Linked DNA regions of Sus scrofa: region 2 is linked to region 1. A link is a contact called in public HiChIP or PLAC-seq data. All regions are on one chromosome and are shown on one strand. The core of a region is the stretch at or near the end of the contact, and the rest is flanking DNA. Distances in the headings are between cores, read along the strand shown. Region 1 overlaps GIPC2 (PDZ domain-containing protein GIPC2). Region 2 overlaps MIGA1 (mitoguardin 1).

Region 1 (4,840 bases), core at 927-3,426:
TTTTTTTTTTTTTTTTTTTTTTGGTCTTTTTGTCATTTTAGGGCCGCACCTGCAGCATATGGAGATTTCCAGGCTAGGAGTCAAATCGGAGCTGCAGCTGCCGGCCTACACCACAGCCAGAGCAACAAGGGATCCGAGCTGCATCTGCAACCTACACCACAGCTCTCGGCAACGCCACATCCTTAACCCACTGAGTGAGGCCAGGGATCAAACCAGCGTCCTCATGGATACTAGTTGGGTTTGTTTCCACTGAGCCACGACGGAAACTTATTTATTTATTATTTATTTATTTAATGGCTACACCTGCGGCATATGGGTTCTCGGCCTATGTCATAGCCACAGCAGTGTGGGATCCAAGCTACATCTGAGACCTATGCCACAGCTTGCAGCAATGTGAGATCCTTAACCCACTGAGCAAGGCCAGGGATCAAACCTGCATCCTCACGGACACTATGTGGGGTTCTTAACAGCTGAGCCACAACAGGAACTCCTATCCAAGTGCACATCTTTTTGGCCACCTTTTTTACATCTTAAAAAAAAAAAGCTCTTTAAAGATTTCTAAACTGTACATACAGTTGAGCCTTGAATGACACAGGTTTGAACTTTGTGGGTTCACTTATACATGGATTTTTTCAATAGCAAATACTACAGTATGACATGGTCTGCAGTTGAATCTGCAGATGTGGAACCATTAACATGGGAAAGTGGGGGTGGTAAAGGGGAGGGTAAAGAGAGTGGCTATAAATTATGAAAATTTTCCACTGAGAAGAGGGTCAGCACCTCTAACCTCTGCATTGCTTAAGAGTCAACTGTAATCCCATTATCTAAGCATCACAGCCATAGCAAAGCAGGATCCTAGCTGCATCTGACACCTATAACGTGGCTCACCTCAACGCCAGATCCTTAGCCCATTGAGCAAGGCCAGGGATCAAACCCAAATCCTCATGAATACTAGTTGCATTCATAACCCACTGAACCATAATGGGAACTCTATAATCCCTTTATCTAAATCCCTTTATCTAAAGGGCAATATAAAGCTGCAAAGGTAGGAGAAAGAAGTTTGAAATGGTATGAAAAACTTTTAAGAACTGAGGACTGATAAAAAGATTCATCTTCCATAACAATTCTATTATTATAACATATTATAATAATATGACTAACGACATATTGAATGCTTATCATGTACTAGGTGCTTTGTATATATTTTCCCATTTAATGTTCACAACAATTTTGTCTGGTACCGTGTTTTCATTTAGTTTTTGAGGTATAACAGACCTTTAATGTACAGCTTAATGAATGTTTACAGATCTCTGTCGAGAACACCCAGATCAAGGGAAATTTCATTTCCACCACCTAGAAGGCTCCAGTCCGTACCCTCCCCTCTACAAAGGTAGCAAATATTTTGACCTCTATCACTACAGTTTTACTTGTTTTCAAACCTCCTATGAGTGGAATTCTATAATACATACTCTCCTGTTTTTGGCTTTTGTTCAGTGTGTCTGTGAAGTTCATCTCTGGGTAGGGACTTTACAGCCTTTATTTTACAGGTGTAGACAGGGATTAGAAAGGTCAAGCAGGAGTTTCCATGGTGGCGCAGTGGTAACGAACCCAGCTAGGATCCATGAGGATGTGGGTTCAGTCCCTGGCCTTGATCAGTGGGTTAAGGATGCAGTGTTGCCATGAGCTGTGGTGTAGGTTGCAGATGCAGCTCTAGATCTTGCATTGCTGTGGCTCTGGCAGCTGTAGCTCCGATTTGGCCCCTAGCCTGAGGACCTTCATATGCCACAGGCGCAGTCCTAAAAAGCAAAAAAACAGAAGAAAGAAAGAAAAAAAAAAAAGGTGAAGTTAGGCAGCTGGACAAATTCAAGATTTGAATCTGGGAGATCTGGCTCCAGAGCTGGCAATCCTACCCACTGAGGTAAGAATTAGTGATCAACTCCATGCCACAGAGCACCTTTCATGCCTTTATTTTGTCGAAATCTTTGATTTGCTGATGCATTGTCATCATTTTAAAAAAATAGCCTTGGGGAAGTTATCTTCTTCACTGTAACTAGTACTTTATTTAACTTCCCACTTGACAGAATGGCTATTTTTAGCTCTGCAAAAGATATGACTGTGCTGAAGGTTGAGTGGGTGACCAAATGGAAAATCCGTGAGTTGGGAAAGTCATGTGGGATTATCTGGGGGAAGTTCAGGACGTGAGGCCCATGTAGCAATGCCTTTCTAATGTCAGCAGAGAAGGGCTTGGAAGTTTTGCAAACACGCATGGGATTTTTTAGATCTTAACCTCTGATGTTCGGAGCTTCTGTTTCTATTTTTTTATGCTCTGTCAAACATGCGCCTTCCTCAGAGTCCTAGTCACTAGCCCCATGGAGACAGGGAACACGGTAACAAAGAGAAAGTGGAGCCTAAGCCAGCCCTCTGACACACAGTTCAACTTAGAAGAGAAACGAGTATCATACTGTGTACAAAGTTGATGTGATTTTTAAAAATCTGGGCGGGGGGGGGGATAATTTCAAACTTACTGAAAGATTGTAATAATGCCGAGAACTCACATAATACCCTTTTCTCAAAAAATCCAGTTTTTACCACTTGGCAAATTTGCTTTATTTTCTTACACACACCCCCACCACCCCCACACACATGTGTGTATATGTACACACACATATACATATATGTAATTTTTCCTGAGCCATTGGAAAAAATGGATTGGATACATTGTCTCTTTATCCCTTAATATTTCAGAAGGTAGTTTCAAAGAATGATATTCTCTTCAGTACACCTACAGTACAATTATGAAATTCAGAAAACTTAACAGAAATGGAATACTTCTTTCCCTCCCCCCGCATTTCGGCCACCCCAAGGCATGTGGAGTATGGAGTTCCCAGGCCAGGGAGCAGATCTGAGTTGCAGCCTCGCACGACACTGCAACTGTGACAACGATGGATCCTTAACCCATTGCACCAGGCTGGGTATTGAACCTGTGTCTCAGCACTGCAGAGACATTGCTGATCCCATTGTGTCACAGCGAGAACTCCAATACTTTGTCACTGGTATGATGTCCTTATTGCAGTTTTATCAGTTGTCCTAATAATGCCCTCGAGAGCATTTTTTTCCCCTAATATAAAGCCAATCCAGGATGATGTATTTCATTTAGCGATCATGTCTTTTTCGTCATCTTTATTCTAGAACAATTTCTCAGCCTTCTATAGGATAGCCCTCAATTTGGAATTTTTGGATGTCCCTTCATGTTGAGAAATAGGTTATGCATTTTGGGTAGGAAAATTAGATGGGTAATGTCGTGTTCTGCTCAGTGTATTACCTCAAAAGTGCATTATCTTGGTTTGTCTCATTATTCATAACGTTAATTTTTGTCTCTTGAGTGAGATCGTGTCTGCCAGTCTTATTCACAGCAAAGATATATTATCCCTCATGACAAATAACTTGTGGGGAGATACTTGGAGATTACGTAAATGTCTTGTTCTCCTACTTGCACCCCACGGATTTAGTATTTATTGATGAGTCTTGTCTGGCCCAGTCTTTAATGGTTGCAAACTGGCGATTTTTAAAAATTCCATCATTTTCTTTCTGTTCCTTTTAAAACATTCTATTGTTATAAAGCAGTCTACTTATTTATTATCTATTGGCGTGGACACAAGATTTCTTATTCAACGTGTCCATTACCGGCATTTTGATGCTCACATTCCCTGAGATCTGGCCTTGCAGGTGTCCCTTTCAGCTGACTCCTGTATCCTTTTGACCTGGCTCCCGTGATTGTATTGAGCAATTCCTTCTTTTCTGGTGCAGCGAGATGTTCTAAGCTCATCTTTTATCTTTTCCCCGGGGCTTGGAATCAGCCATTTCTTTAGGGATCTCTAGTTTTTTCAGTGCACACTGATATTTCAAAATCAAGATCCGAATGCCGGTTTGCATGCCTTTATTGCTACCAGAGTGTCACTGTATCTAGGTCCTGACAGTTATCGCAGGAAGAGTTAGAAAACATGTATTTTAGAAATTATGAAATCATAATTATGTCTCCAAGTCTGATTCTACCCCGTAGGGTTCTTCCTTGTCTTCCCCACTAAAATAGTTTTTTCCTTTCTCTCTCTCTTTTAAACATTTTTTTAATTGTGGTATAGTTGTTTTACAATATTGTATTAGCTTCAGGTTTACAGCAAAATGAATCATTTTTATGAATATATATATATATATATATATATATATATATATATGTAAAATCTCCATTCCTTTTTTCCCCGTATAGGTTATTACTTTTTTTTTTTTTTTTTGCCATGTCCATGGCATGTGGAAGTTCCTCGGCCACAGCAGTGACCTAAGCCATTGTTGTGACAAGGCTGGATCCTTAACCCGCTGCACCACAGAAGAATTCCAATTATTATTATTATTATTATTATTTTTTTGTCTTTTGTCTTTTTAGATCTGCACCTGTGGCATATGCAGCTTCCCAGGCTAGGGGTTGAATCAGAGCTATAGACACTGGCCTACACCACAGCCACAGCAATGTGGGATCCAAGCCGCGTCTGCGACCTACACCACAGCTCAGGGCAACACTGGATCCTTAATGCACTGAGAAAGGCCGGGGATCAAACCTGAGTCTTCATGGATACTAGCCAGGTTCGTTAACCACTGAGCCACAACGGGAACTCCGCCAATTCTTTTTAAAATTGTATTTTATTACAGAACTTTGAGTAGACCTCCCTGTGCTATACAGTAGGTCCTTGTTAGTTATCTATTTTATATATAGTTTCCCACTAAGATATTTACTTTTAACATCATTGACATACTTCCTCATTTCCTTAATTATACAATATATACAAAA
Region 2 (4,817 bases), core at 1,869-4,368, 280 kb before region 1:
CTCAGTGTGTCTGGGATCCAGCATTGCCATGAGCTGTGGTGCAGGTCACAGATGAGGCTCGGATCCCACATTGCTATGGTTGTAGTGTAGGCCGGCAGCTACAGCTTGGATTTGGCCCAAGCCTGGGAACTTCCATATGCCATGGGTGCGGCCCTAAAAAGACACAGGAGTTCCCATCATGGCGCAGCAGAAATGAATCTGACTAGGAACCATGAGATTGTGAGTTCAATCCCTGACCTTGCTCAGTGGGTTAAGGATCTGGCGTTGCCTGAGCTGTGGTGTAGGTTGCAGACATGGCTTGGATCTGGCATTGCTGTGGCTGTGGTGTAGGCCGGCAGCTGTAGCTGCGATTAGACCCCTAGCCTGGGAACCTCCATATGCCACGAGTGTGGCCCTAAAAAGCAAAACAAACAAAAAGACACACCAAAAAATATATATGTATATGTTTTTCGTATTAAACAGAAATTTATGTTATTTCAATTATTTTGGAAAAAAATTTAGACTCTAGTTGATCACAGCAACTAATGAGAGATTGGTAGACTGTGGGATTAAAACCTAATACCAAGTTACAGAGTTCCCACCTGGAGCAATGGGATTGGCAACATCTTGGGAGCGCTGGTGTGCAGGTTTGATCCCAGGCCAGGCATAGTGGATTAAGGATCCAACATTGCTGCAACTGTGGCTTAGGTTGCAGCTTTGGCTTAGATCTGATCCCTGGCCCAGGAATGCCATATATACCTCAGAGCAGCCAAAAACGGGAAGAGAAGAAAAAAAAAAAAAAAAAAAAAAAAGAATGGCTCATACTTCAGGAGCCTTTTCTCATCATCATATCATACACAGTATACATCGTTACATCGTTTGGTAGTTTATTTCTGTAACAGTGCATTCAGGAATTAAAGATTATTTTTTGTTCACTTAAGTTAGGCTATTAGGGCAGGACCAAATTGCTGAGTTTACTTTTTTGGGGAGGTGCGGGGGGAGCTGCACCCTCGGCATACGGAGTTTCCCAGGCTAGGGGTCAAGTAGGAGCTGAAGCCACCCGCCTACACCACAGCCACTAGATGCTAGTCAGATTCATTTCTGCTGAGCCACGACAGGAACTCCCTAAATTGCGGAATTTAATACCATTGTAAAAATAAACCTGATTAATGACAAATGAAGCATGCTTACATTTTTTTGTTTTTGTCTTTTTAAGGCTGCACCCATGGCATATGGAAGTTCCCAGGCTAGGAGTTAAATCAGAGCTTCAGCTGCCAGCCTACACCACAGCCATAGTGACTCGGGATCTGAGCCATGTCTTCGACCTACACCACAGCTTCCTAATCCACCGAGCAAGGCCAGGGATAGAACCCACATCCTCAAGGATACTAGTCGAGTTTGTTACCGCTGAGCCATGATGGAAACTCCTGCTAAAAGTTTTTTAAGCACATTATGTAGTTGATATGGCTTACACACATAATGTTCAAGGTTGTTAATCTATACTTTGACTAGATTTTTTTTTTTTTTTTGCCATGACCACAGCATGTGGAAATTCCTGGACCAGGTATCAAACCCTTGTCACAGCAGCAACCCAAGCCACCAGCTACAGTGGCAATGCTGGATCCTTAACCCATTGCACCATAAGGGAACTCCTAGTTAGATTTCTTCTAAAATTATTGGGATTTTTAGTTTGTATGGTTACATTTTCTGTAAAGAATAGTATGTATTTGTAATAGCACAACAGCAGGCAAGTCTTAAGCCATAAGTTTGATAAATGTTGTATTTTTGGCTGAAGCAAAGGACTTTGAAATTCTTTTATACTGATGTGTAGGAACAAATTTAGCCCTTAAAAACAAACTAGGAATTTTTGTAGCTTAACAGAATTGCTTTCATATTTCAGATGTGTTCATGCCTCTTTGTAATCTATTTTTTGAACAGAACAAACTCATAATCTTAGGTCTGAAATATTTATTTAGCAAACATTTGATTTCCTAGTATATGTCAAACATGATATAAGGCACTGAAGAGACAAAAATGAAGATTTCATTCTTGCTTTTAGGCAACCCAGAGTCTTATTTTGGAGATAGGCATTAAAAATTTTTGGAGTTCCTGTTGTGGTGCGGCAGTAACGAATTTGACTAGGAACCGTGAGGTTGTGGGTTTGATCCCTGGCCTTGCTCAGTGGGTTAAGGATCTGGCATTGCCATGAACTGTAGTATAAGTCACAGATGTGGCTTGGATCCTGAGTTGCTATCGTGTAGGCTGGCAGCTGTAGCTCCGATTGGACCCCTAGCTTGGGAACCTCCATATGCTGCAGGTGTGGGCCTAAAAAGCAAAAAGCAAAAAGCAAAAAAAAAAAAAAAATTTATACCACAGTGGAGTAAGTGCTGTAATAATCTGTTTAGAAGGTGCTATTGAAACACCAAAGAAAAGTGCGACACTTGGAGAAAGACTGTCCACTAGGAACTTGAGAAAAGGGCATTCCCAGGAGAGGGAACAACATGGGTCAAGGTGTAGAGTGGAGGGAACTAATTCAGGGAACTTTAAGTTGTTTGGTATGTCTTGGGAACACAGCACATGTAGGAGAGTGGTGGGAGGTGAATCTAGAAAGATGGGCAGGAGATAAATCAAGAAAGTCCTTGATTGATTGATTGATTGATTTTTTTTTTTTTTTTTTTTTTTAATGGCTGCTCCTGAGACATATGGAAGTTCCCAGTCCAGGGATCAAATGAGACCTGCAGCTGCAACCTCTGCCACAGCTGCAGCAATACTCAACCCACTGCACCAGGCTGGGGATTGAACCAGTGCCACCGAGATAATGCCAGAGCCTTAACCTGATGTGCCCACAGTGGGAACTCCTGAAGGTCCTTGTTTTATGCTTTTAGGCAAAAGGGAGCCACTGAAAATTATAAGTCATGGTCAAATTTGTGTGTTTGCAGGATCTTGTGAAAGAGTTGACTGGTACAATGTAAATATTTTATACATCTTTATGTTCACTTATGCATAGGATTTCATTGAGACAGTGAGACGTCCTTCAAGAGAAAATTAGGAATTTTTCTAGCTGAGTACTGACTGCACAAATTCTCTGGCAGAGACCGGGAAAAGCTGTAAAGTGGGACCTCCTGACCACTGGAGAGATATTTTTCTTTTCTTTTTGGAAAGCAGCCAGATAGAACATTTAGCAATGAAAGAGCTTGGCAGCAGAAGGAAATAACCTCAACCTATCATCACGAGTCAAATGTCAGACAGCCTGGAGTTGACACTCTATAAGGCCTTGTCCTTTTCCTTTCCTGCAAAATCACTGTGGCCAGAGGATAAACTCCCTGAGGGTTTATTTTTAGGGAGTGACATGAATTACAGGCTTAACTTGTATACTCAGTCCTCTAAATATACAGACAGCAAATTGCAGAACACATGAGAAGTTTGCCCTGTAATTTCCTCTTTTGCATTAAAGCTCATAATCTCAATTTCAAAATGTTTAACAATGCTATAAAATGAGGTCTAACTGGTGTTATATATGCAAGTCAGAGTAAGTTCAGAGATGAAAGCAGTATAATGAAGATTGATGGGGTGCTCCTGCTGCTTACCTTTGTCTTTTTTGTATTTAAGTTGTGTCTTATCTGCTTGGATTTCTAGGTCTAGGACCTACGTTAGCCCGTCCAGGTCCTTTGTATGATTTAGATAAAGGCCCATGTAGCCTCTTGGAAAGGGCACCTTTGGGTTTTTTGTTTTGTTTTGTTTTGTCTTTTTGCCATTTCTTGGGTCACTCCCTCAGCATATAGAGGTTCCCAGGCTAGGGGTCCAGTCGGAGCTGTAGCCGCTGGCCTACACCAGAGTCACAGCACCATGGGATCCAAGCCGCGTCTGCAACCTACACCACAGCTCATGGCAACGTCGGATCCTTAACCCACTGAGCAAGGCCAGGGATTGAACCTGCAACCTCATGGTTCCTAGTTGGATTCGTTAACCACTGAACCACGATGGGAACTCGGGGAGGGCACCTTTGTGATAAGAAAAAGGTTGACCTTCTTTGAGAAAGATGCAAGCCCAGGATGAGGGCTGGAGTCTGCCCCCACTTGTCCCGTTGGCCTTTTGTGTAGTACAGAGTGACCAGCTGTTCTAGTGGCCCCACAGAAGTCTCTATAACTGCAGACCTGCCTTTAATTACTTTTGGCCCTTTGGGTCATCCATTTCTTTCTTCTAAAAAAAGAGTAGAAAATGCTATTACTCCTTTTCTCTTTCCTTCTATTACTCATTTTGTATTGGCAGCTGTATTTCCCAGTTAGGAGTCACAGTTGTTATGTTGGCCAATCATGGCATATAAGAAGTTTTGATAAATAGGGAAAGCCAGAGACAACTGTTGTGGAACTCTCCTTTTGGGTAGTGCCTAGGATCAGGCTGTTTTGAGCATGTACTATTTCACATAGGCAAAAACTGTAAGTTATAACACATCAAGAATTAATGAATCTAGGTAGTTCCCCTGATGGTGCAGCAGGTTAAGGATCTGGCATTGTCACTGCAGCAGCTTGGGTTGCTGCTGTGCCGAAGGTTCCATCGCTAGCCTTGGAACATCTACATGCTATTGTGGGTGGCCAAAAAAAAAAAAAAAAAAAAAAAAAAAAAAATTAGTGACTCAGTAAGGTGGGAAGGAGATAAATTATGAAGATAACCTTCCTTTTGTTTCAGTGATTTCATTGAGGGAAAATATCATCTGTTAGCTCACTTAGTTCTTTTGATTCCTGAAACTTTTTTTTCTGGTTTTATTTAGCTGTAATTGACATATAGCCCTGTTTAAGCTTTTTTTTTTTTTTTTTTTTTTTTTTTTTTTTTGTCTTTTT

What was found. HiChIP or PLAC-seq counts read pairs in DNA pulled down with a chosen protein or histone mark.
Region 2: a contact with region 1 is called in an H3K27ac HiChIP or PLAC-seq map of skeletal muscle. The contact joins two enhancer-like sites. A contact is called at or near these places in 1 of 47 Hi-C or Micro-C datasets (skeletal muscle) and 1 of 2 datasets of contacts at active chromatin or transcription factors (skeletal muscle).

What each region holds. Positions count from the first base shown.
Region 1 is chr6:135,184,122-135,188,961 of Sscrofa11.1, reverse strand. All of the region lies in intron 2 of GIPC2 (PDZ domain-containing protein GIPC2), which reads left to right. Among named protein-coding and RNA genes, the nearest start is that of GIPC2, 31 kb to the left of the region's middle. Within about 2 kb of position 2,176, at least 17 of the 83 cell types and tissues checked have an H3K27ac peak or open chromatin away from gene starts, as enhancers often do. A contact at or near this core is called in skeletal muscle, where this site is marked.
Region 2 is chr6:135,464,567-135,469,383 of Sscrofa11.1, reverse strand. All of the region lies in intron 7 of MIGA1 (mitoguardin 1), which reads left to right. Among named protein-coding and RNA genes, the nearest start is that of MIGA1, 46 kb to the left of the region's middle. Within about 2 kb of position 3,118, at least 14 of the 83 cell types and tissues checked have an H3K27ac peak or open chromatin away from gene starts, as enhancers often do. A contact at or near this core is called in skeletal muscle, where this site is marked.